4 separate regions of the Sus scrofa genome follow, and regions 1, 2 and 3 are each linked to region 4. Evidence: chromatin contacts called from public Hi-C and HiChIP or PLAC-seq data. All regions are on one chromosome and are shown on one strand. Each heading gives the region's core, a stretch centred on a gene start, on an enhancer-like site or on the middle of the called end of the contact. The rest is flanking DNA. Distances are from core to core; before and after follow the strand shown.

The links. Hi-C and Micro-C count contacts between places; a contact is called where the count stands out from the background. HiChIP or PLAC-seq counts read pairs in DNA pulled down with a chosen protein or histone mark.
Region 1: an H3K27ac HiChIP or PLAC-seq map of skeletal muscle shows a contact between it and region 4, with 8 times the contacts expected there. The contact joins two enhancer-like sites. A contact is called at or near these places in 1 of 47 Hi-C or Micro-C datasets (skeletal muscle) and 1 of 2 datasets of contacts at active chromatin or transcription factors (skeletal muscle).
Region 2: a contact with region 4 is called in a Hi-C map of skeletal muscle, with 20 times the contacts expected there. The contact joins two enhancer-like sites. A contact is called at or near these places in 2 of 47 Hi-C or Micro-C datasets (both in skeletal muscle) and 1 of 2 datasets of contacts at active chromatin or transcription factors (skeletal muscle).
Region 3: a contact with region 4 is called in an H3K27ac HiChIP or PLAC-seq map of skeletal muscle, with 6 times the contacts expected there. The contact joins two enhancer-like sites. A contact is called at or near these places in 3 of 47 Hi-C or Micro-C datasets (heart right ventricle, skeletal muscle and subcutaneous adipose tissue) and 1 of 2 datasets of contacts at active chromatin or transcription factors (skeletal muscle).

Annotation. Positions count from the first base shown.
Region 1 is chr1:105,952,260-105,959,227 of Sscrofa11.1, reverse strand. No RefSeq gene overlaps it. Among named protein-coding and RNA genes, the nearest start is that of TXNL1, 58 kb to the left of the region's middle. Within about 2 kb of position 1,912, at least 5 of the 83 cell types and tissues checked have an H3K27ac peak or open chromatin away from gene starts, as enhancers often do. A contact at or near this core is called in skeletal muscle, where this site is marked.
Region 2 is chr1:105,846,544-105,853,332 of Sscrofa11.1, reverse strand. No RefSeq gene overlaps it. Among named protein-coding and RNA genes, the nearest start is that of TXNL1, 160 kb to the left of the region's middle. Within about 2 kb of position 3,887, at least 13 of the 83 cell types and tissues checked have an H3K27ac peak or open chromatin away from gene starts, as enhancers often do. A contact at or near this core is called in skeletal muscle, where this site is marked.
Region 3 is chr1:105,721,322-105,727,765 of Sscrofa11.1, reverse strand. No RefSeq gene overlaps it. Among named protein-coding and RNA genes, the nearest start is that of TXNL1, 290 kb to the left of the region's middle. Within about 2 kb of position 4,380, at least 18 of the 83 cell types and tissues checked have an H3K27ac peak or open chromatin away from gene starts, as enhancers often do. A contact at or near this core is called in skeletal muscle and subcutaneous adipose tissue, where this site is marked.
Region 4 is chr1:105,004,167-105,011,330 of Sscrofa11.1, reverse strand. The region is part of intron 3 of TCF4 (transcription factor 4); the gene reads left to right. Among named protein-coding and RNA genes, the nearest start is that of TCF4, 72 kb to the left of the region's middle. Within about 2 kb of position 5,905, at least 28 of the 83 cell types and tissues checked have an H3K27ac peak or open chromatin away from gene starts, as enhancers often do. A contact at or near this core is called in skeletal muscle and subcutaneous adipose tissue, where this site is marked.

The DNA of each region.
Region 1 (6,968 bases), core at 663-3,162, 950 kb before region 4:
TGGACAGGAAAGAGATTCATGCTACCTTTCTCTTCTTTCCGCTAAGCCTGGGTAGCCCAGTGTGAAGAGAGACACTCTCCCTGCAGGAGGAGGAGAATGTGGCGAGTGCATGGACCCCACAGCCAGCCTGCCCCAGCACCAGGCCAACTCCCATGGTGCCAGGGAGCCCTGTGGGCTCCCATGAACCTAGGCTGTTAGTTCACCCTTGTACCTCCTGACTCTAGCAGCCCCAGGCAGCTCCTGTGGCCCACAGTTCCCAGTGGGCTCTAACACCCCTAGGCTCCCATCCATCTCAGCGCCCTCTGACTTGGGTAGTCCCAGGCACCCAATGGGCTCCCAGGACCCCAGGCTCCTGGCCAACCCTGGTGGTGACTGGCTCCTGTGAACTCATGCTCCCAGCCCAGCCCAGCCCAGCACCTGGCTAAGTGCCAGGAATATAGGCATTTATTCCACCCCTGTGCTAAGCCAGCCCCCATGGCCCCAATCTCAAGGCAGCTCCCATGGACACAGCATGCTGGTCACCCCAGTGGCAAACCATAATTCAGATAGAATTTTCAGGCCTAGGCTCTAGGCTCTTCTTAGCTTTGAGTTGGTCTCTGTGACTTCAAGTGCTAGGCCTGCCCCACCTGCTGACCCAGGCACCAGACCTGTTTTCCCCAAAGATGCCAGCATCAAGCTCCACCCTTCACCCCCAGACCCCCGACCTGACCCACCCAAAATAGACGACACCCTATGGCCCATCCAGGATCTCTGCACCAGCTGACTGGTAAAGGGCTTTGCCCTGGAATTAAATAAATTGTATATTATGCTTATTTAAGAATACATTAAATATATACATTTAACCTCCCCACCCCCCAAACCCCAGAACTAATCAATAAAGCCGCTTTGATTTTTTTGAGGTAGCGATTGGATATACCTTTTACAATTACTTTCCTGTTTACCAGAACCCAGTGAGCAGACTCGGTTGGAATTTTGCCTTTATTATCAGGACAGGGATGTATTGCCATCTTACAAGGTGCACCGTCGGGAGAGAGCCACAGTTCTGATTCCGCCTATGCTCACTGCAAAGCAGCAGTCTGCCAGCGTGTCAGAGCTGGCACAGCGGCTCCCCCATGCCCGGGAATCCGGTGCTGAGCAGGGATTAGAATGCCAGCATCTGATGCACGGGGTTGCTTCCTGCTCCCCCTTGGAGTCCTGACAAGAAATGACCTTGTTCAATCCTGCTGAGCTTCCTAGATTTACTGGGCTTATAGCAACACATGGGAAGGAGATTATGTTTATTTTTAAAACACACAAAAAAATGCAACCTTCCCAAGGCCTTTGCGGTGCTTGTGTGCAACAACACAAGTGCACACACACATGCAATGTATGTATAATCACTTCTAATTAACTTCAGCTCTTCCTGCAAAACTAAGTGTGAAGTCTTAAAGACTTGTCAGCTTCTCTGCCTGTGAAATTTATCTACTTCTAATTGTGAATAACAATACATTCAAGGTTAGCTATAAATGACTCAGATTTCACAGGAATCCAGTCTAAAAACCACATTTGAAGATGAATTCATTTCTGCAAAACATTTTTATAGTATGTTTCCAGATCAAAATGCAATTATTTATGCTTATCCAAAATGCCCTTTTTTTCCCCTCGAGGATTTTTTTTTCAAAATCTAAAAAATTAAATTTCATCAATTTTAAAATAAGCCCAGATATAAAACATATAAAGCAGGAAAGATGCCTAAAACAAAGATGAGTATATTATTATAGAGGATGGGAAAATATATTCAGTTTACACTTTTACAACTATAAATATTCAAAGAGCAGATGTTAACTAAGGTTAGGAATGTCCCCCACCTTGTCAGCAGCTCTGAGTACTCTGAGCACTTCCAGACCTCACCACTAGATGTCAGGAACAGCCCGATGAAATATACTAACCCATCCCTCCTAAGTAGAGTGGGTTACAGAACCTTTTAAAGTTTTTCCTGATTCTGTAGTTAATTTGGATAGGAAGTAATTTCCTTCGGGGGTTTGTGTCAAAATATTCACTGTGGGTTAATTTTAAGTAAGATATTAGAAACTATTAGAAAATGTGATCTGTTATCAAATCTGGGAAATGATCCTTTTAAAGCTCCAGGAATGTCTCCAGGGAAATCTTATGCCACGTGGAGCTGCACTGAAAACTGCCCTGTACTAAGGTTAGCTCCCGCCACAGCCACGCCAGAACTGAGCTCATCTGCGACCTACACCACAGCTCACGGCAACGAGACCAGGGATCAAACTCGCAACCTCATGGTTCCTAGTCGGATTCATTTACGCTGCTCCACTTCGGGAACTACTCCTTGCCTTTTGAAATAGGAATGGGCATGTCACCTGTGCAGTCACCAAGAATTCATGCAATTATGCAAGGATTTTGCATAAAACTAGGCCAGTGAAAGAAACAGTAAAGGAGGAGGGCCTTGCTGATCAGCTGAGAAGTTTTGACTTGAGACTTTGAGATCAACCCATTGAAGTAATTGCAGAAGACTAGATGTGATGAGTTGAAGTTTAGAAAGAGAGAATTCGATTCAATATAAGGAAGAACTTCCTAAAAATAAAGTAGCCCACCATCTAAACACAGCGCCTTAGAGAAACAGTGAGGTCCTCATCCCTGGAAAGATTTAAGGATCGACAGAGATCCTTAGGGGCCCAGAGAGAATCTCTATTTGTGGTGGCACGTGGGATTAAGTGGCCTCCAAGAGTGTCAGAGCCACAGGTCCACACTCAGTGATGTCCATCATTTAACCAGCAAGAAAGCAGCAGGAAAAAAGTTGAGAATGTGTGCATAGGTAAAAGAAATAAATGTTCGCAGTACCTAATCAAGGAAAATTGGGTTTTTGAAGCCCCATAGGGGAATGGTGATGGTTGTGCCTGTTTGTGGGACTCTGCCTGGGAAATACCGGCAAGAAGGAACTATTCAACTTTTGTGCTGCCAGCCTCTGATTCCCCTGTCTTCTTCATCCCTTGTCCTCTTTTAACCAAAAGTTGATCTTTTCTCATTTTAGGACCACACCTGAGGCGAATGGAAGTTCCCAGGCTAGGGGTCAAATCGCAGGCCTACACCACAGCCACAGCAACACAAGATCCAAGCCCCACCTGCAATCCAGCTTGCAGCAACGCCGTATCCTTAACCCACTGAGCGAGGCTAGGGATTGAACCTGCATCATCATGGGTACTAGTCAGGTTCTTGACCTGCTGAGCCACAATGGGAACTCTGCAAAAGCTGATCTTGACTCAGTCTTTAAAAAGTAAATCTTGGGGTAATTTAAGTGGCAATCCTCCCAATAGGTTGCATTTTATTAGGGAACAATGTCTGTGGGCTAAACTAGAAGAATAAAAGTTAGTCTGGGGTTGGAAGGCCTCAGCTGGCCTGAAGGGGAGGAAATAAGCCCTTGTTTGACCTTGTAACAGTTGCCTTTTCTGCCAAGAGGATAAGCCCCAGAGTATGGCTGGCCCTTGAAGTATATCACATGAACTCCGGAGATTGATAAAAAACAAAACAGAGTATTTCCACATATTCTTGGCTCTCGGAAGCAAAAAAGAACTACAGCTGAGATATAACTTAAGCCCACCCAAGACCTTGCAATATAGTGTATTACCCTAATGTAAATCAAGAGCGTGACTTAACTGTCTATCCAAATGCTCTCAGTAAAATCAGGTTTTATAACATCTTTCTAAATTCTGAGTTTGGTAAAGCATCACTGGTTAGACTATCACATGGATTTGAAATTTCCTTCTTATGCCAAGAGTGAAAAAGATTTACTCATGCTGGCATTTTCTAGTTGTGCGAAAGAGTTAAATGTTGGAGTGTTTACCTGGATTCTTGATCAGGCGTTAAATGAAATCCTTTCTCCTTCATCCCTCAAGGACAAGGATCACTCATAGTCTCATAGATGCTCAGAGCGGGAGTGATCCAAAAGGACCATTTAGTCCAATATCTTAATTCCACAGATGAGGAAACTGAGACCTGGGGTGACTTGTTCTGACTAGCAGCTCACTGTCCCCCCACCCACTGTCTCCTCCCCAGAGGATGTCTGCTGGAGGGCAGAGAAACACCTGCCCTCCCCGAGGCACACACCTTCTCCTGTCTCTCCAGGGAATCATGTACAGGGATGCCTGGGTGGGAATGGAAGTGTGATCTTTTGTCAGCCTCTAACTCAGTGGTTTTACTCTTTTACCATAAAGGAATGAATATCTTTTTTTTTTTTTTTTGGCGTTTTAGGGCCGCACCTGTGACATATGCAAGTTCCCAGGCTAGGGGGCTAGGGGTCGAATCGGAGCTGCAGCTGCCAGCCTACACCACAACCACAGCAACATGGGTTCTGAGCCGCGTCTGCAACCTACACCACAGCTCATGGCAATGCTGGATCCCTGACCCACTGAGAGAGGCCAGAGATTGAACCTGCATCCTCATGGATACTAGTCGGATTCATTTCTGCTGCCCCATAAGGGGAACTCCAGAATGAATATCTTAATGACTCCCATTGCGGGGCCTGCGCTTTGAAAAATTAGGTCTACAAAGCAAATACCATTTGTTAAGTATTTATTTTCCTACTTAAAAAACCTTCAAGACAGGCATTGCTATCAACACAATCTTCTGTTCAGCTTAGAAAGCCAGGGTGATGCAAGCCCAGCTCACTGCAAAGAAACTCAGTCTTTAACCTGAGCAACCTTTCAACTGGTTTCCTTTAGGAGTATTGATATGTAGGAACCAGGAGAGGACTTCCCAAGCTCTGGAAGCTGAGGTTCAATGCTGCCCCCAAGGACACTCAATAGATTCCTTGGCCTTGGCTTCATAAATTGCGCTCTCCGAGTTAGCTGCGGTTCATCCTGGGACAGGTGTGAGGTGAGGGCCTGAGCCGAGCCCCATCCTCCTGCACCTGGATTGCAGCAGTGGCTCCTCACTGACTCCCTGCTCCCATCCTGCCCCACTCCCCTAGAGACTATGTTCAATGGAGCAGCTGGTAACGTCATTTAACACTCCACTGATCCAAACTCTGCCGTGGTTGTGCATTTCACCTGAGCAAAAGCAAAGTCCTGACAATAATTCACAAGTGCCACCCCCCGCCCCCACAATCGGGCTTCTGCCCCTGTCCTTCCCCCCTGTCTCCCTGTTCCTGTCTTCAACTTGCTGGGCTGCGTCATACTGGCCAACCTGCTATTTCTCAATTATTTCAGGAGTGTTTCAACTCTAGCTTTGGAGTCTGCTCTGGCTGCTCCCTAGAACCCTCTTCTCCCAGCTCTCTCACCCCCTTGGTGTTAACTCAGATGCCAACTTCTCACTGCCCTCTTCCTGGCCACACCATCTAAAACAGCCACGCTCCTGTCCCCAACGCAAACTCACCAACACCAATGCCCCACTTTCTACCTCCTTCCTTGCTTTGTGTTTCTGCTTATCCATATCCAAAAACCCAAATACTTTACTTGTTTATTGTCTGACTCCCCCAACAGAATGTAAACTTCACGAGGTTAGGAATCCTGGTCTCTTTTGTTTACTATGGTGTTTAGTATCTGAAAGAATACTTGGCACAGGACTAACATTAAAAAAAAAAATTTGTTGAGGGTAAAAAATGAATGAATGAATGAATGAAAGCCGCCGCCCCCCCCCCACATTCTGTTCAACGTCAGGCTATTATTTTTTTTATTTTTTATTTTATTTTATTTTTGTGTTTTTTTAGGGCCGCCTCTGTGGCATATGAAAGCTCCCAGGCTAGGGGTCCAATTGGAGGAGCAGATGCTGGACTACACCACAGCTCAAGGCAACGCCGGATCCTTAACCCACTGAGCGAGGCCAGGGGTTGAACCTGTGTCGTCATGGATACTATTCAGGTTCATTAACTGCTGTGTCATGATGGGAACTTTGACCTGAACAGGGTATCCACAGCAGTGCATGGGGAGGTAAAATATTCTCTGCCCTAAGCAAATTAAGTCCAATGAGGAGAAGGATTGGATCACAATATCATCATGACAATAGCAACCACTTACTTTCTGTCATGAGCTTCACACTTGGCGTTTTGAGTTATTAAAAGCTTACTACACTGTTCAGTAGGTAGATATTATGATCTCTTTTGTATGCGTCAAAGTATTGAGACTTGGAGAAGTTCAGGAATTTGAGCAAGTTTACGCATTTGGAGCCCTTACGTGTCAAACCGGTCCACTGTCCACCCTTCAACTCTGCTTTCCATTCAGAGGAGCATGAACCAGGGTTCTAGATACAAACCCCAGAATTTTTATAAGATTAAAATGTGTTCTTTCTTATAATCAGCACCGTACAATGTCATACCTAGTCAAATATTATCTTTCATTATTCTCCAGTATATTTGCATTTGCGTTAATTTTGTCTCTTAAATGGCTTTGAATTTCCAACTTTTTTCTAACATAGTTTGGGGCACACAGTGGGTCCTCAACTAACTGGTTAAATGTGTTCAGTTTCCTACTATGTGATAAATTTCAGGAAACTTGAGTTTTAGATTTTCTCAATCCCCTGCCCCCATCCCTCCAAAAGGAAATGAATATTAACTTAGATAAGTCAGTGAGGAAGAGGAAGAGAAGGTTCCATTTAAGAACTTTTATGAGGAGTTCCTGTAGTGGTGCAGTTGTTAATGAATCTGACTAGGAACCATGAGGTTTCGGGTTAGATCCCTGGCCTTGCTCAGTGGATTGAGGATCCGGTGTTGCCATGAACTGTGACGTAAGTTGGAGCCTACAGATCCAATTAGACCCCTAGTCTGGGAACCTCCATATGCTGTGGGTGTGGCCCTAGAAAAGACAAAAAAAAAAAAAAAAAGAACTTTTATGAGAGTGAGTTGATAGTGATCTTGACTCTTATTTGTACATGTAAATAGACACAGGAAACAAACATGTTAATCCCAAATACATTGTGGTATATGTTTTTGCACACTTTTTAGTTTAGAAAAGGGAAGTTATTCATTTTCCCAA
Region 2 (6,789 bases), core at 2,638-5,137, 840 kb before region 4:
AAGCCAAAAAGCACAGTTTACTTGCATGCTAAAATGGAAAGCGCATCTTTTCGGATTTTTTTTTTTTTTTTTTTGTCTTTTTAGGGCTTCGCCCGAGGCACATGGAAGTTCCCAGGTAGGGGTCAAATCAGAGCTGCAGTTGTTGGCCTACGTCACAGCTCACAGCAATGCCAGATCCTTAATCCACTGAGAGAGGCCAGGTATCGAATGCACCTCTCTGTGAATACTAGTCAGCTTTGTTACCACTGAGCCATGACAGGAACTCCCAGATTTTTTAATTATAAAATACTGGGTAAATTCTTCCAAGTTGAGCTTTTCTACTTTTCTGGCTGCCCCTCATTGGCTGGTGCTCTTCCCATGAGTTAGCACGGCCCTGGCCAACCCAGGGCCGAGTTGTGGTGCCAGCCAGCTGTGCTAGGGGTCCATAATCATGAAGCTGATCTCTTGGCATCTATGCTACTGATTATAGTTTCATTAACCCCCCCATTTATAAAAGCACATCTCTATAAGCTATGCCCAAGATACAGAAACAGCGCACTTGAGAATGTATGTCACAGTTATGGAGGAATTTAGAGCCAGACCGCCTGAGTTTATAGTCCAGCTTTCCCACTTAATAAACTTGCAAGCTTGGAAAAGATCTATAACCTCCTGGTGCCTCAGTTTCTTGAACTGTAACGTGGGGTCATGATTTCAGTTTTCATATGACTTTGTCACTACCTGGTATGAATTTGGTCATCTCTGTTTTGTTTTGTAGACTGGAAGGCGTGTGAGCTCCCTTCCAGTTTTGCATTTCTAGACGTGACCGTAATTGGCAAATAATGAAAGGAATCATATGTTAGAAGGCATCTGTTATTTTTCACTCTGCCCCAGCCATCCCTGACCACAGCTGTCCCTTGGTGCTGAGTCCTAACTGGCATCAACAAGGGGGTAAGGGCTGTTGGATGTGGCGGCTTCTGGTGCAGCAGCATGAGCTCAAGCTCTAGAGTCAGACTGGGATTGAATTCCCAGTTCTACCATCTGTCTGGCTAGTGAGGTAATTTAACCTTTTTAGCCCTCTCTTTCTTCATAGAAAATAACCTTGTGCTATTTGGCCACTGGACTTAGAATGGCTTAAAGAGTGTCCATTTCTTGATTAGAAAGTGGTCATTTATTATCTTAGCACTGCACTTGACAAGCAGCCTCGGGATAGGTGGTTCTGGAATTGGTTCAGTAAAGCTAGTTTGTCGTTTCTTGGCTTTTTCCTCATGGTCACAAGATGATGGCTCTAGAATGATGTCGGCAGACAGGGGGATCATGAAAGGGGGCTTTTCATTGTCTGACTGCTTCTTTGGTAAGGCAGGCAAATCTTTCCAAAAGATTCGAGCAGGAGTTCTCTTGTGGCGCAGTTGGTTAAGGATCCACCATTGTCACTGTAACCGCTTTAGTCCTTGACCCAGGAACTTCCATATGCCATGGGCATGGCCCCAAAATAAAAACAGTGCATTTAAACAACAAAACACAAAAGATTTGAGCAAAAATGTCCTCAGCTTCCATTGGCCAGAGTTGGGTTTCATGTTCATGCCTTAGCTGCAAGGAATGCTGGGAAAGTTGACTCAGGACAGGTTAAGCCTCTAGAGAGGGAAGATGAGCCCTGCCCACAGGGAAGAGAAGGGAGGGGAGAGGAGGAGGGGCTTTTGAGCCAGCAACCAGTGATGTTTGTGACAAATACCTAGCTCAGGGGAAAATGGAGATCAAATGGATTTATTTATTTACTTAATTTGTGTAAGTTAATATTTAGGCTTATCAAATGCTTATATAGCAGTAACTATGTGCCAGGCACTGTTTAATATTAACCTCTTTTCTCCTCATAACTCCACAAGAGAGATATTATCAAGATCCCCCTCTTACAGATGGGAAAACTGAGGCACTGAGAGATGAACATAACTGGCAAAGGACTCAAAGCTTGGAAGTGGTGGAGGAAGGATTTGAACCTAGTTCCTAAGCCTGTGCTTTCAGCCTCTGCACTGCACTATGTTCCAAAATATGTCTTAAAGCATTACATGCTGTGGGCTGCCTGGGAACACTGTTTTCCTCTTCCTCCTCTCATTCTGCTGTGAGAGCGTATGGATGCTGGATGGAAGGGAAAGAGCAAAAGCAGAATATTCCACTTCAAATGCCCTCCTTTCTCTTCCCCTTCCAGTCTCCCATGTTTACTATTCCTCCTCTCGTAGATTCATATCAGTTTCAAAAAAACTTGTGAAATTGATTCCAAAATTCTCTTCTTTCTTTCTTTAAGATTTATTTATATATTTCTTTCTTTCTTTAAGGGTGATTTTTGTTTTCCCTCCTGATTTTTGAAAGCCCAGACCAATGCAGAAGAAATATTTTATGTTTTTAAGGAAGAATAGAAAAGGGTTGATGCAGATGAATGGATTAAGAAGATGTGGTATACATACACAATGGAATACCACTCAGCCATAAAAAAGAACAAAATAATGCCATTTGCAGCAACATGGATGGAACTAGAGACTCTCATACTAAGTGAAGTAAGTCAGAAAGAGAAAGACAAATACCATATGATATCACTTATATTTGGAATCTAATATATGGCACAAATGAAGCTTTCCACAGAAAAGAAAATCATGGGCATGGAGAACAGACTTGTGGTTGCCAAGGGGGCGGGGGAGGGAGTGGGATGGACTGGGAATTTGGGGTTAATAGATGCAAACTATTGCCTTGGGAATGGATAAGCAATGAAATCCTTCTGTATAGCACTGGAAACTATACCTGGTCACTTATGATGGAGCATGATAATATGAGAAAAAAGAATGTATACATGTATGTGTAACTGGGTCACCTTGATATACAGTAGAAAATTGACAGAACACTGTAAACCAGCTATAATGGAAAAAATAAAAATCATTATTAAAAAAAAAAAGAAAGAAATGGGTCGATGGATGACCCATGAAGCCTTATGGGGAGTTACTGCTGGATATCCTCTTTTCCTGCAAAGACCCACTTGGACTGCAGTGAGAACTTCACAGTGGCTTGTCTTACAATAAGATCACTTTAAAATAGAGCATTTTGGGAGTTCCTGTTGTAGTTCAGTGGAAATGAAACTGACTAGTATCCATGAGGATGCGGGTTCAGTCCCTGGCCCTACTGGATCTGGTGTTGCTGTGATCTGTGGTGTAGGTCACAGATCACAGCAGATCCTGAGTTGCTGTGGCTGTGGTGTAGGTCAGCAGCTACAGCTCTGATTCGACCCCTAGCCGGGGAACCTTCATATATTGAGGGTGCAGCCCTAAAAAGCAAAATGAAATGAAATGAAATAAAATAGAGCATTTTGAGTACACTGTCTGTTACCCAGATTGGGTTGCTACTGGAGAAGGATGGACTTTGTCATGGCTTCTGCTGCCACATCCACACAATGACAGAGAGGCAGCCGTGGGGTTGTTTTGGAGAAACCCCTTTCTAAGGACTCGGAGGAAGTGAGCCAGGCATTTGTAACACAAACCAGTGACTCAAGAAGGAACAGGAAAGGACAATCACAAGTTTCCTAGCCTGGGACACAGAAAACGTAAAAACAAGGTCACATGTCCCACCATGAAGAAAGGAGTCTCTGAAAAGGGAGGAAAAAACCCAGCCAAATATAACTCCACATAAAGATGATCAGAAAAACATCCTCGCTCGTTTGACAACCAACCAAGAATAACATATGAGTTCATCGAGCTCCAAAAGGGAAGAGAAAAGATAGAGGCATTAGCCAGCTAATTTAAAAATCAAGAAGTGCCTTTCTCATCATCATGCAGAGGAATGTTCGAGAACAGATCCTTATAGAGTAGCACTAACCCCCTGAAGCGGAGTTTCCTGTAGGGACCAAGCAGCTGCATCTTTGATGACTCCTTGGATATTAGCAAAACACTTGCTAAAAATAGATGAACATCAACAAGTCATAAATAAGGGAACAGGAGTGGGAAACTCCATACAAAAGGTGAGTGGGCAAGAACAAAGACATCCTTTTCTGCCAAGGCAATTATCACGTGCAGCAGCAAAGCATGAATCACTGAGTCATTTCGAAGTTCAAGTGCCAAATAAGAATAAAAGTCCTATGCAGGAAACTGTCACATAGCAGGGCACTGGAGGCAAGCTGCTCCCCTAGTATCTGTTTCTAGCACTCCATTTTATGGAGTGGAAAGTAAGCATGACAGTGACAGAAGCTCTGAGGGTATTATAATGGCCAGGTGGCAAGGAAGTACCCGGGCTGTCAGTCTGGTGTTTTAGCGACATCAGTTCTTCCCCTGTTTAAGCTCTGTTTAAGTTTCCTTTACTGGCAGGGAAGCCATCAGAATCTCTACCTTGATTTCTCTCGGGGAGGTGGGAGACCAGCTTCTCAGGTCTTGTGTGTGAACAAGTTGGAGCATATCAATTTGGACCGCACTAAATCAGATACATGTGGTTTTCTCAAAATAAGCCAAATCCGCGCTGATCAGTTTCTGCTCTTCCTTTCTGTTCAGTTTCAATCCATTTAAACTCTGAACAGTCTGTACTTATTAAGTACCATGTGTACATGGTGTAGGGCTTGGCTCTACCCATAATACATCAAAGCAAATAAGCACAGCCCTCCTTCTAGTAAGTCCTGGTTCAAGGAGGCTTTGCCATGAGCAGATGGAAAGCTACTGCAGCTACGCCCACCAGTTTAGGTAATTCTTGCCTAACACAGAAAGCATCTCATCTGATGTCCCAAAGAAAACTGCTGTCCGACTCCACAAAGACACCATATAATTCCTAAACTGCAACCTAGCAAATAACTCTTAAACAAATCAAAGTATCTGTAGAAACACACAACTCTTTTAAGAAAGTTTATGTAAAAATACATCCTCATGGGAGTTCCTGTTGTGGCTCAGTGGTAACGAACCCAACTAATAACTATGAGGATGTGGGTTTGATCCCTGGCCTGGCTCAGTGGGTTGTGGATCCAGAGTTGCCCTGAGCTGTGGTGGTGTAGGTTGCAGACACAGTTCAGATCCTGCGTTGCTGTGGCTGTGGTATAGGTTGGCAGTTGTAACTCTGATTTGACCCCTAGCCTGGGAACCTTCATATGCTGCGGGTGTGGCCCAAAAAAGCAAAAAAAAAAAGGCATCCTCATGTCATTTGGTAAGTCCTTAACCTATATATCAGTGACCAAATTACTGAAATAAAATAGTTAAGCCAGGGTAATTTTAGTGAGAGAAAGCGGGATTCCCACAGCCCCTACCCATAGGTTTATTTATTTATTGCTTTGTTCTATGGGGATTTTGCAAGTCCTTGTGATTTATGAATTGCTGCTGGTTCATTCAAGCAGATTCCTTTCTATACATCAGAGCACTTGTGCAAGACCACCTGGGCAACGTGATTCATTCTTCGTTAAACAGAGATTTTGATAAAGAGATTCTTCTATCCTCTTATACTGCAGATGGCAAAACATCCCTTTTACACATTGTTTTCTGAGTTGACACTCAGTCAAATGTGCCTCATTCTGCCCTGATTCCTGCCACCAAGCTCCCAACAGTGGGTCTGGGGCTGGTGTTTGGAAGGAACAGTATGTGTTGAATGAACATGGTGCAAAGGGGCTGAAGAACTTGGAGCCTTTTCTGTTCAAGCTGAGTGATGGCTCATCAGCTACTTATGGTGGGGCAGAGAGCCCAACTGGAGGTAAAGAGAAATGCAAAGTGGTGGCTGTTCATTCTCTAAGTCTTTAAGGATGGGATAAGATGCATTTTTTTTCTCTGCTTTCAGCAGGGGAACATTCTGGTCCTCTGAACTTGGCAGTGGCTGGTGTGAACCTGGTCTCATTGTCATGGTTAGAAGTAGATGTGGTTCCTGGGGGTGGTGCTGAGCTTTATTTGTAGGTACTATTCCCAGGGTTTGCATAGCAGTGTCACAACCTGCTTGTTGAACAGTTATCTGTCTTGGCTGAACATTTTGAGCCATGCTTGGGGTTTGCAGAGGGTTCTATTTAATAGTTGGGGTTTAATGCGTTTCTCTCTGTGTGTGTTGAAATGAACACACAAAACATGGAAGCAAATATTTACCAGTATTTTGGTTCACATTGACCCATCTTTTCCTTCTTTCCTTACCTTCTGCTTTCCAGCCCACAAGACTGGCTCTCAGGTGTGGGTTTTTTCAGGCAGTCATTTCTAGCCTCTAGGGAGTGTACTGGCCTTTGATCTCTCCATGTTCTGGGACCTTTGCTGTTTTCCCCCTCCAGGAATCCCCATTGAAACATGATGTTATATGTTGGAGAATCTAAGAAACCATCAATCTAAAGACAGTCCATTATGTTGTGTTCTAAGAAAGAAAAAAAAAATACTGTCAAACTATGTCATGTCATAGATTGCAAATGCATCCTGATTTCAGAAACGTTAAAATAGCAACACAAAGTGCATTAAGATTCGAGGAAATACATATTCATCATTTTGGAGGGACCACATAAGGAAATCTGGGGTCTAACAAGCAGAGACTAAACAAATACATACCAAGGAAAGACTCTCCCTCAGCTAAAACTTTCTTTAACGTCTTTTTCCACAAAGTGCTCAACTGGGATTTCAGGACAAAATTCTTCGTGGAGATGTTTTTCAAATGTTATCCACCAAAGTAGTTAGTAAAATGGGGCTGGTGAATATAGTCAAGAAACCATCAGATGTCTGAGTTTTTTCAGCCTAGGACAAGACAAAAACACAAGTGAAGTAGATAACAGCAGCAAGAACAATAACACACCATCAGCCACGGTGACCAGCATTTGTGTACCCTGGGACCTACCTGCTTTCT
Region 3 (6,444 bases), core at 3,131-5,630, 720 kb before region 4:
CATGTCCCTGGTTCCTCCATCAGGGCCGGGATCAATGGATTTATTGCTGCATCCTAGTGTTGAGGACAAAACTTGCACGGTCAGGCACTCAGCTCACGTTTGCTGAATCCATCCCTTCATTTGCTCCCTCATTTGCAAATACTTATTGCCTATTCTGGCCAGACTTTGTTCTAGGTGTCAAATAAATGAACAAAAGAGCAAAAGTGAACTGCTGCTGCTCCCTTTGTGGTCCTCTTGCTGTTTGTTTTAGTTATTTCTCTTGGCTAATTAACAAACCCATGAGCTGTTGTGGGGGGTTGTGGTGCTGAGCACTGGGAATTTCTATGTTGGGGGGCTCCCCTGGTTCTTCTCCCCATGGCTCCTCCCTTCATGTCCATTTCTATGTCTGTCTTTCCCCTCCCTACTCCAACCTTGTTCCTCTCTGGCATGTCTGATGACTTGGCAGAATAGGAACAGAAAAAGACAGAAACCCGGTTACATAAAGATGCCATGGCGTCCAGGAGAGAGAATGTATTCCATGAGAAAATTGGACACTGAGCCTGCAGGTGGGTCTGAGGATGCAAGGGGATTAGGGATGTCTCTCCAAACTCCATGACCCTTGCTGTCCACAGTTCGGCTCAGGGATCTCTAACAGAATGTTGTGGACTCAATGTTTGTATTCCTCTCAAATTCATGTATTGAAATCAAACCTCAATATGATGGTATTAGGAGGTGGCAGTTGGGGAGGCGATTAGGTCATTAGGGTGGAGCCCCCAGGAGTGGGATCAGCGACCTTGTAAAAGAGACCCCAGGAGCTCTCCTGCTCCTTCCATCACGTGAGGACCCAAAGGACAGGAAAGTGGGCCCTCACCAGATACTGAATTTGCTGCACCTTGATTTGGGGCTTCTAGCTACCAGAACTAGGAGAAATAAATGTTGTTGTTGATATACCACTCAGCCTGTTATTCCGTTATAGCAGCCTGAATGGACTGAGACACACAGCCATACATGGGGGTGGGGGGTGGACATTTCCCTTAATCTTATAAGTAGTTTCTAAGCTACACCTTAGTGGTCAGCTCTTGCTGGACCACAAGGACAAGCACATCTCTGGGTGGGATGATGGACCCCAGAGTGGAGCAAGAAGCAGTTTGACTCCTCGGGATGCTCCAAATAGCTCCTGAGGGCTTCCAGAAACATCTAAGATGGTAGGAGGGACTCATGATACAGGCACAGGCTCTAGAGCCACACTGGCAGGGTTTAGCAGGGCAGTAGAAATCATTATTAGTGTGGCTGCGATCTCCACACACCCACAGGCAGTTGGGCTCTGAGGACATTTTTGTTCCCAGCCCTTCAGATGGATTCTGTTTACACAAGCATTCACCCTGCAAACAGGCCCAGAGGGGAAGCACAGACCCAGTCTCTGGCCTTGACCCTGTGTGCTCCCCCACTGGCCCATTTCAATCTGTTTTCTCCTCTCCTCACACTGTCTCCCTATCTCTAGTCTCTGCTTCTCAGTCCCTTCTGAACGTGGTTACCCATGTGGGAAGATTCTTTTCTTTTGGCTTGTTTTTGTTTTTCTTTTTACAGGCACACACCTGCAGCAGTTGAAGTTCCCAGACCAGGGGTTGAATAGGATCTGCACCTGAGGCCTATGCCACAGCCGCAGCAATGCCAGATCTATGCTGCATTTGCAACCTATACTGCAGCTTGCACCAATGCTGGATATTTAACCCACTGAGCGAGGCCAGGGATCGAACCCACATCTTCACAGAGACCATGTTGGGTTCTTAACCCACTGAGCCACAGTGAGAACTCCCTGGGAAGATTATTTTCTAATTGTTGAAAATCTGCTGCTGTAGGGATTCTGTCCCCCACATCTGGATATGGACGTCCCAGAGCAGGTGAGACGCTCTCTGGTCTGGCCTCCTGACCCCAGGGGACTCCCGCTAGAGTCCCAGAGGGTGCAAAGCAGTTGTTTGTTCTTTTCCTCACTTGAAAACATAGTTTCTTCGTTGAAAGGAACTGATGAATCAAGTAGCTGATTGCCTCAATAAATAATTTCTCTTGGGTGAGTTGGCTACTTAAATGTGAAAAAAACGCATGGATAACCCCCACCTTGTAAATCTCTATAGTGACCATTTTAGGCTGAAGGGACAGATTGGTGGGAGAAGGCCTTTCAGTTGTAGTCAATATTGACATTCAAGTGGGTCTGGGAATCCTGTCAAAATGGAGATTCTGATTCCGAGGGTCTGGAGTAGAAACCAAGGTGCTACTTTTCTTTTATCTTTTTGTCTTTTTGCCTTTTCTTGAGCCGCTCTCGCGGCATATGGAGGTTCCCAGGATAGGGGTCGAATCAGACCTGTAGCCACCGGCCTACACCACAGCCACAGCAACACAGGATCCGAGCCGTGTCTGCAACCCACACCACAGCTCACGGCAACGCTGGATCCTTAACCCACTGAGCAAGGCCAGGGATCAAACCCACAATCTCATGCTTCTTAGTCGGATTCGTTAACCACCGTGCACGATGGGAACTCCAAGGTGCTGCTTTTCTAACCAGCTCTCAGACAGTGATGCTGCTCTGAAGACCATACTTGGACCAGACCTTAAATCACTGACAACAGCCAGGCAAAGTTCTTTCTCTGGACCCATGATATCTTCTCATGAGCCAGGCAAGGTAATTCCCACCCCTAATGGTGAATGAGCTTCTTAGCTTGGCTTTTTAGAAAAAAAGGAAGGGAAGTTTCTTATAATTGAAAAGGAAATTATTTCAAACTGGAATTCAGTTACCTAAACAAAGTTTTGTGAATGATGCTCTTGTTTTCCTACAACTGTTATTCATACTGTTTCAAAAATGCTGCAAAGATGGTACAGGACACACCTATGTGTGTGGGGGGGGGAGGTGGTGGTTGATATCATTAAGACTAACCATCTGTGGTGCAGAAATCCTGTCTTTAATTAGAAAAGCTTAAAAAACAGGCCAGGTCTCCAAAGTGGAGTGGGGTTATGAGTATTGACAAAATGTTAGAAAAAACATTATTTGCAGAATCAAAGTAGGGATCACTGCTCTCTCATCTCCCCTTCCATTTTTCTGTCCAGCTTAGTGGTCACAGTGGTATTAACTGTCCAGCCAGCTGTCCAACCTCCATCTGATGGTGCCACCGAGCTCTCTTTTGAGGGTGGCTTTGGGACGGGGGTGGAGGGAGTTTGGGTTTTTTCCCTTCACATTTGTTGCCCAGGACGTTCTCGGGGTGATGCTAAAAAATTAAGTTCCTGTCCTTACCGGAGCACTGCAAGTGTCCCCTGCTGTCCCCAGCACAGGAACACAGCCATGGGCCTGGGGCACTGAGCTAGGCCCAATGGGGAAGGCAAAAGGTGAAAAGAGCTGGGTCTCACCACTGTGGGTCTTATAAGGTAGCTTTGAGATCACTAACCACATCAGCAGGAAACCATAAGTTCTAAATGAATGATACACAGGATCAGGATGTGGGCTAACGAGCGCGTGGGGAAACTAAATGAGGTCATCAGAAAGGCTTCATCAAGGAGGTAGCAATTGATTTAGTCCTGGAAGGGAAGGGAGAATTAAATAGCGCCTGAGAGATCTAAGGTAGTACAGCCTCGAAGAACATCCTCTTCCCAAATCTCTTTCTGGGAATGGCGTGGGGAGAAGAGGAAAGCGGCACATTGATTAATTTTGATGATAGGAATTGCCAATGGCCCTCCTTGTGGCCCATCTGAATACCGTTAGCCAAGGGCAAGCACCACTTGCCAGAAGGGTTCTGTTTCTTGCTAAACACCACTCAGAATCAGGTATAGACAGGGATACAGTTAAATTCTACCTTCCTTATTAAATGCTTGCTTTCCAGGGAGATGCTGTAATCAGGCAGCCCAAATTTCTCCCTCAACGCCAGGAAACCCTTTAGCACCTGATTTCCAGCTTTCAAAACTGTCACTTACATTTTAAACCCAAAATATTCAATTTTTTACTCATTGGTAGATTCAGAATCATAATGGCCAGGCCAGAACAACTTCATAATGATCTAAAAACAAACAAACAAAAACCCACTAGAGCTTTATTTTTTTTTTTTTAATTTTAAACTTTAGGCTTCACGTTTCAAAGTTTTATCAGACTGCTGTCCCCCCCCAACCCCCCATAATTTAAACCATTGTTTTCCAAGGGAAATTTAATAATAAGAGCCCGCCATGTGTTTCTGCTTAATTTTGGAAGCCTGTGTTATGCAGTCAAAGATTCTCATTTGAAAATAATTCCTGTCCTTATTCTAGAACTGCCAGGGGAATAAAATTTGAAAAACATGTTGCAGCTCTCAAGTTTATGTTTTGCCTAAAGCCAAGCAGTGCTGGAAGATCAAAGTTTGGAGTGGAGATCTAAAGTTAGAACCACTGCCTTGCAAAGCGCTCACAAACCCAGAGTTGGGCCCAGCAGCTGCCTGTCCAGGTCCTCCGGTAATTAGCTCTGGTGCAGACGGAGGCCCCTGCCCCTCCTCCGGCTAGGGCCTGGGCCTCTGGGGCCCCTGTTGCCTGGGAAGCAGAGCCCCACAGAGATGGAGCAGGCAGGTATTTTTAGTCCACTGGTACACCCGGTATAGGCCCCTTGCATTCCACAATTTGCATATGGGAGGAGCAGGAGGGAACCCTGCCTCGCTTGTTGTTTGCTGGGTCTGCCCTTAGTGGGGGCTATTGTCAACATGATAGATTCAACTAATACTGTTTAAGGATGGGCAAACTGGGGCATGTTTGCTATTCTCAAGCTGCCTCTTGTTCTCTCTTAAAAAATGAGTATATGTATTGTGTGTATATGTAATATGAGTGAGTATGTATGTGTGGTGCATGTTTGTTTACATACAGAATGTATATTCTTAATATACATAGTTTATTAATAACATATTTAGTTTATTATGTAGTTTATATTTAAACTATAAAATAGTTTATACATGGAACTTTAAGTATATATTCTATATAGTTTATATAAAATATATATTTTAATATATATTCTACATAGTTTATATATATTTAAATATATATTCTATATAGCTTATATAAAATATATTTTATATATTGATACACACACACACACATATATATTTCGTAAGCCCTAAAGCCCAACTTCCCCCTCCCTTGTCAAATCTCTAACTTGACCCTTTTAGGCTTTTGTAGAATTGAGTGTAGACTGTGATTTCTTAAAGTACCAGAATGGCCTTCAGGGGTAGCAACAGAACTTTCAAAGGCTATCTACATTTCTCCCTTCACCTCCTCTGGCAAGTTCTATTTGCAGGTGGTGAGCCAGGCTAAAGGATCCAATAGCACATTCAAAATGTTACGAATCAGAAATTGTAGGCGTCCAAGTAGGTGGACATGAATAAATGCGGCTCTTTACTGCAAAGGTTCCCAGCCTTGCACCATTGAAAATGAACTTGACCTGCAAATGCCTCTTGGGCTAGCCAGAAAGGAAAACTGAACTTCGGGAGGCTGGCAAATGACGATGGGAAGCCCAAGTCATTCCCCTGCAGATGTGATCTGCTGGAATCCCACTGATGGCAAATGTTCCAAGGTACATTCCCCGACGTGGTACTAGTACTGTCAAGGCTTCCTGTTGACTGCCGTTCCCTTGGCAGCTGTTCATGGGGAAGCATGCAAAGCAGCTGCCTGTTTTCAATCCGAGCGAGCTCCCCAGCACTTCTCAATTTAAGATAGGCCATTTTTCCACAGAGCCTCGGTTTTCCAACGGCTTCTAACTTTGCAATCTTTGATACACTTTCTTGATGCAGTTGATAATAGGAAAAACAGGTGAACTGCTAAGTTTCACTCAAGCTGTCCACCTAGCTATTTTTACACTGTGTAAGCTGAATCAGCTCCTTGTATTCCTTTCCTAAAACAGAGGAGATCAGCTCCTTTTGAGCAAGAGGCAATAGGAAATGCATTCTCCTTTGCCATAGATGCTTACCCAATTCACCCGGAAAGTTTAGTGCAGGGGTCTCAGGAGAAACAGGTCTCTTTCTCCCAACCAAGTTCTGAACTTCACAACTCTCCCCATGGAAGTGGCCCAGTCAGTCAAAGCCTCTCTCTGTGGTGCTAGAAACCAGGACTAGACTCAAGTTTCTGGTAAAAATGAGACATTATTTTAATCCCTCTCTGCTTCTTCAAATGCCAGCACCTTGAGCTGTTTGAGGCAACCTCTTACAGTTGACAGTGGAAGGGTTAAGAATTTGGGGGCTGTAGGGATGAAACGATTGTATTTTGCATGTAAGAAGACATAAAATTGGAGGTGGCAGGGGAAAAACAGAGTGTTATGAACTGAATTGTGACTCCCAAAATTCTTAAGTCCCAAACTTCAGAATGTGACCACATTTGGGTCTTTGAAGAGGTAATTAGGTTAAAATGAGATCAAATGGGTCCTAATCCAATATGACTGATGTTCTTACAAGAAGGGGAAATTTGGACACAAAG
Region 4 (7,164 bases), core at 4,656-7,155:
ATTTATCTGTTTATTTATTTTTAAATTTTATTTGAATGTAGTTCATTTATAATGTGTTAATTTGTGCTGTACAGCAAAGTGACTCAGTTATGGATATTTATATTCTTTTTCATATTCTTTTCCATTTTGGTTTATCACAAGGTATTGAATATAATGCCCTATGCTATATGGTAAGACTTTATTGTGTTGTTTATCTATCCTATATATAATAGATTGCTTCTGTTAATACCAAACTCCTATTCGTTTCCTCTGCCACCCCCTCCTCCTTAGCAACCTTATATCTGTGAGTCTGTTTTTGTTTTGTACGTATGTTGATTTGTGACGTATTTTAGATTCTACATATAAATGATATCATTTGGTATTTGTATTTCTTTTTCTGACTTACTTTGCTTAGAATGATAATCTCTAGGTCCATCCATGTTGCTGCAAATGGCATTATTCCATTCTTTTTTAATGGCCGAGTAGTATTCCATTGTATTTATGTATCACATCTTCTTTATCCATTCCTCTGTTGATGGACATTTAGGTGGTTTCCATGTCTTGGCTATTGTAAATAGTGCTGCTATGAATATAGCGGTGCATGTGTCCGTTTGAATTACAGTTTTCACTGGGTATATGCCCAGGTGTGGGATTTCTGGCAACTCTGTTTTTTGTTTTTTGAGGAACCTCCATTCTGTTTCCCATAGTGGCTGCACCAGTTTACATTCCCACCAGCAATATGGAAGGGTTTCCTTTTTTGCACAGCCTCTCTGGAATTTATTATTTGTAGACTTTTTAAAGACAGTCATTCTGACTGGTGTGAGGTGGTAGTGAAGTATAGTTTTGATTTGCATTTCTCTAATAATTAAGGATGATGAACATCTTTGCATGTGCTTATTGGCCATCTGTGTATCTTCTTTGAAGAAATGTCTATTAGGTCTTCTGCCCATTTTTCGAGTGAGTTGTTTGTTTTGTTATTGAATTGTCTGAGCTTGTCAGCCCCATTTAAAAGACAGAACTACCGACATTGAAATCAAATGGTTGTTTAAGGTGACAGAACTAGAAAACAGAAAACTCTGTTCCATCCAACCTCACACTCAGCAGCCTTTCCCATCAACAGCCTTGCCTCCATAATCCTTCACTACATTTCAGCTGTTACATGCCTTTGTGAAATTTGTCTTTTTATACAGACACACCACTACTGTATGGAAATTTCTTTTAAAGCCACATGACTCCTTAATCATCAAGCCTGATTTGCTGTTCTCATCTCTATTGTCTTCATCTTCCTACTTCCTGAGGGGAGTTATGTTCCCCATAAGTTTTCTTCCTTTTTCTTCTCAATTACCAAACTCCTGTCTTCAGAATTTAAATGCACTCGAGTCCTTCCTATCTTCAAATTAAACACACACACACCCCCAAATTTTGAGACTAACCTTCATTCTGATTTCATTTTTTCCTTTTACCACCAAGTTTTCTTATAGCACATTCTCTGTGTAATTGTGCTATGATCTGGCATTTTTCCACAACACTCTCCCCAAACTCCACAGTACAGTTGCAGTGAGTGCCAGGTCAAATGGACATACTTTGGTCTTTCAACCACTTGACCTTTTCAAAGCCTTGGACTCTGGACCACATCCTTCTTCACTAACTCCTACTGTCTTTCAGAACTCACCAAGGTCCACTTTTTTTTCTGGGGAGCTTTTCTTAACACTGGAGATTAATTTGGCTGCCTCTCCAGTGTATCCTCGGAGGCATGTGCTGTCATAGTGGTTATCACAAAGGCCGAAGGGCTTCATTTTGCTGATTGCACTGCTGTTTATTGGAGGCTCTGGATCGAGTCTATGAGTTTTATACTCAGTATTCTTTACCTGGGACTATCTCACTTTTTCTCTTCCATCTACTTGCTTATAGGTCCTTTTAACTGCTGTTTGTTCAACACCTATTGTTTATCATTCTTTACATGAAGTGTTGGTGATATGGGATCAAACAAGAGATAACTGTCTTTATGGGGTTTATAGTCTGCCTCTAAATGCAAGCAGATTTTTAATCTTGTTGAGGTTGTTCTCGTCCTTAAAAACATAATATTTCTGATAATATATAGGGCGGGAGGGATCGAATAGGCATGGCTATTAGTTGATGAGCATTGTGCTTGGCACTTAACTAATATTCATTTAATATTATAGGTTAACAGTATTAGTAGTAATAAACCTTTTATATGCACTGTGCCTATATCATATATATGTGAGTTATAACAATACATAACAAATTGTACTATTCAACACATTCTGTAAAAAAAAGTAATACACATCAGTTGCTTTGTGCATCAATCTAGTTTTACATTGATCCCTTTTACAAAATAAAGTTTTTTTTTTAATTGTTCATTTGCTTGCTTTTTATGTACAAAAAGCTTTAGTTTGCTAAAAATTCATTTTTAAGGCTGCCTGGTACAAAGTTCACCCTGGAGTAAGGGACATTTAAGAACCAGTTTTAGACTGTGATATTAGCAACTATAGATTTCTTTAAAAGTTATCTATTCAGTGATTTATTTGGATTAAGTGTCCTCACTTTCTCATCTTCACGAGATGAAATTTCAGGTCTCCTTACTGACTGTGGTGAATACTGAGTAGCATGGTGATGTGTGTGTGTGATTGTTCTGGGCGTGCATATGTGTTTGTTTGTTTGTTTGTTTTTCCAGACACATGCTTAGTCATCAGGAAGTCAGCATGGAGACCATGCTGCTGGGTGCCAGGATACTCCTGTTGTTGCTTTGTCACTTCCAAATAGTTATGAAGAATGCCTGTATTCACTAATTTGGTACCATCCAGGGAACATTAGCTAAGGGCAAAAGACACAGTAGAAATCTGAGATGGAAGATAAGAGAGAAACCTGGTGTTTGAAGAATGATCTTTGATCTTTCAGAGGAGAAATACGTACCAAGAGCTTATCTATTCAAAAGAATTTACATGCAAAGCAAGTCAAGAACATAGACCTTACTTATCTTTGTAGATTATGGTTTGGTCTTGGATAGAGGAAAAGCCAGGCATCTATAAAAGGGGATTTACATGTTTGTGCTAACTCAATTAGCATTAACAGGGGCTACCAGTAATGCTGGCTGCCTGGCCTCAAACTTTCACACATACATATTTTTAAAGACAACAAAAAGATTTTTGAGAATGTTATATAAATAAGAGAAAGAATTACCAAATGTGTGGATCTGTTTAAAAAATTTTTTTTAAATATTTGTGTTTTGAAATTTTAGTTACTTCAAGAATAAGTAGCTTTTTTTAAAAAGAGAAGAAAGCAGAATCATATCTCACGGCCGTTAAAGCTTATTGCATTTTCCAAATTTATCGTTGGAAGTCATGCAGATTTTCTTTAACAAACTGAAGGATGCATTTGTAGTCTAAATGGTAGCTTTGAGAGGAGTTAAGTATTTATGGAAAAAAATTATAAGAAGCCACGTGCATTTACAATTTTTTTTTCAAAAATAAATATTGGTTGGGAAACTAGACTCTTTCACTATTTGGTAATGCGTATTCTGACTCATTCACACAGACATTGTGGTACCTAAAGTGTTGCAAAATCGGACATTTATATGGAGATGGGCTATTGATGTAAAAAAAAAAAAAAAAGGCTGAAGGCTGGGAAGGATAAGGAATGAGTACAGTATTTAAAAAAATGAGCTCTTTGTCTTCTGTCCTTCATCCTGCCTCGATCTCAGAGAGGTTTTGTCCACTGAGAATAAAGAACCCATGGGAATTACCCAGGAATCATCCACCAGTAAAAGGGATAGTTTTACTTCAGTGAGCAAGGGTGGGCCCAGAAGTCTGCAATAGTCAATGATGCTTTTTTATCCTCTTCATGCCAGGTGAACATTTGTATATGCAGAATACTGACTCATTAGGGGACTTGCAACTAGTTGGAATCCAAAAGTTGGTGCCTCCCTATCTTCTATTAGGGAATTTGATCTAATTTGAGAGCAGCACTTAGATTTCACAGGTTTGTTACTAGTTACTTACTGGCCTAATGCTCAAGGCCAGTTGCCTTTCCCCACTATAACTTCGCTCATCATACTCATTCCTACCTGCAAGTACCTAATTCGCCTATTGAAATCTTATTAGTTATTCAAAGATTTGCCAATACCTCCTCCAGACATGATTTTTTCTCATCTCTGAATTTTATATTATTTGTCTAACTCTTAGGACACTTATTATATTTTCCATGCCTTTTAATTATTGTTAAAATTCTTATTTGGAAGTTATTTGCAGAAATTTCAAACAGTTATAAAGAGAATAGTATAATAAACTGCCATATATCCATTATTATACAGCTTTGATAATTATGAACATTCTGTCATTTTTGAATCCATTATACATCACACTCCCCACCCATACTTGAATTTAATTAATTTGAATAATAGATTATGAGAAACTTGAAATTAGGAACTATATATAAACTTTATTCAGTTTTTTCTGACTAAATATAATATATCTTCTTTGTGGAGATATCCAATATTAATATTTTGAAGACTGAAGATTCTAATTTTTGTTTTTAAAAACTTAATATGAAATGTGTATATTACTTTTTAACATTTTATCATGAGCATTTTTCCAATGTTCTTAGACATTTTCAAAAACATGATCTTTTAAAGGCAGCATCATATCCCATCATAGGTTCTTCCAAAATTTATTTAAACAGTTTCCTGTTGACCACTGTTTGGAACAGCCTTGTCTTTAAATACTTGTCTTCATTTACAAAGATATTAGGATAGTTTCCTAGGGAATTATTAGGTGAAAGGCTCTTTACATATCTTGTCAAATTGCTGTCTAGGAAGGCTGTGCCACTTTGCATTATTTTTATCTTATTAAGTTGGTATTGAAAAATCTGGTATCTGATTGTTTTTGTTTTAAAGTAGGTATTTTCTGGATTATTAATGACATTGGACATTTTTCAGGATCATGATTCTTATTATTTCATGTGTTAAATAAGGTGTTATCTGGAATTGCAGTGAATGCTACATGTCAATTAATTTAGCTCCAAATCTAATGCTTTGTAGTGATAATCAATTATTTTTAGTTTTTCACAAATCAGCTTTTGCTGTCTTTGTAACCAAAATGTCTGCCTAAGTGCAAATTACATTAGTTGAGAGTTAGTCTTATTTTACTTTTTGAGTATTATTTTTCAAAGCTGTCATTCTGTATAATTTTCTCCCTTTATATCATATAACTTTATTGAGAAGTGTAATTCTGCCTGGAATTATTTAGCTTTAGGTAAAACTTCTTTGTCTAAGAAATAGACTCTCAGGTATAAATACATTTTTGTTTTAAAAAATATTTTATTTAGGCCAAAGTTTTAAATCACTCATTGTATTTGACTGAATTTATAGTGTATTTAACCTTCATTCTGGAATACATTTTAAAACTCTCTTTTTAAAGTGCTTAGTGCAATTTTTATATGAAGTAAAATAAAAGTTGCCATTTTCACAAGTGAGTGTTTTAGTGGTAAGGCTGCTCTTTTGCTGTGTGAAATTTCCAAACTCCAGCATAGGGATTGAATGAAAATATTTATATTAATAAAGCAGCATAGGTAAATATTTTCAATTTCAGAAAAAAAGCAGAAAATGCCTCTTTCTTTCCTGTTGGAGTTACTTTATTATCTAAATCTAGGTTGTAAATCCACAAGTAAAACCAGCATTTTATTAGAATCTCATGCCATTCGTTCCATCTAATCAAATCATACCTCGCTGAACTATGTTCAAATACGTTGAAAAATAATTTACTGGCGTTGTGTTGAAAAAGAATATTAAAAGTATATGTGCGGTGTAGAGGAAACACTCAAAACAGATCTACCCAGACATCAACAGGATATTATTACCCCAAAGAAATGACGACAGTTTGCCAGCTAGATGCGTAGAGGAAGGAAATTTACAAACATCTCCAAGAGAGGCATGTTGAGGGGTTGAAGGAAATGAGGCACGTCCTGCTTTTATTGTGCTTATTGGAGTGGGATTCCCAGAAGACTGAACAAGGCTGTCCTGAGACCTCTGTTTGGCAAGGATCTTGTTGACTCATATTTTATTTTTGTTTCAGTAAAGGTCTGCTATTGTTCAATTTTCTACTGTGGCTTATAAACACAGAGCCAATATCATTTCCCCATCTATTGACTGATGTTTACAAATAAATGAAAATCTGCCGTCATCATTAACTCATGTTCTGTTTCCACTAAGCAAAGAAGAGGAACAGAGACGTCTCCTTAAAAGATGGACCTTTTACGTGGAGATCTCAGTTCACGTTGTATTTCAGAGTTTGCACGTTGTGTTTCAGAGTCTTAATCACCTGATATATTGGGGGAATTTATTACTTCCTTTTCCTATGGAAGAGGAAAAAGGAGATAAATATTTACAGAACCTGGGTTTCAAAAGCCTGCTTTTCGATTAAAATGTTTGATCTCTCAATGTCTGAGTCCTCTGCTTATAAGTTGAATCACTGGACCTTTATGTCTGAGATCATAAGACTTTCAGTTGGAAATGCCTGGTTTAGAGTAATGAATTCTTATGATGCTTTGAAATATTTAAAAAATTTCTGTCAAGTTGTACACTGAAATGGGAAATATTATAAACATTTCTGCTTGTTTTCGCTCTTTTTCTTGTATTTATCAAAATGCTGAGTGTCATAAATCTCTCTAGACAGAGAAGTACGGGAATGGAAATCTTTGGTTTTCTGCTGTGACTCAGTCTGAGGGGCAAGCGGAAGGCTATCTCTGGAGTTTTAGGTTATGAATTTGTCCCCTTAATTCTGAGTCAGAAGATGTGGTAACTGTCACTCTTATTCACTGAGTGACACCACACTTGGCTTTTTGTTTAGAAGACATTTAAAGGAGACACACATGAAAGGGAAAAATGGTGTGAGAAAGTGGAAGGCTAATGTTGGTTAAAATCTGGTTTTGCTTTCATTTCTTTTATTTATTCCTTAGGATGATTGCTTTCGATAATTTTTTTTTCCCCAGTCATTTTAATGTCTGAAAAATTCCAAAGAGAACTGTTATTTCAGCCCTTCAAAGGTATGTTTCAGGGTGAAGATAGGGACTGATCACCAAAGGAATTTCCCTGGCGGGAGTCCTAACATTTTAACTTCCCATGATTTTTTTTTCACCCTCTTTTCCTTTTATTTTTGGCTCTGACTCCCA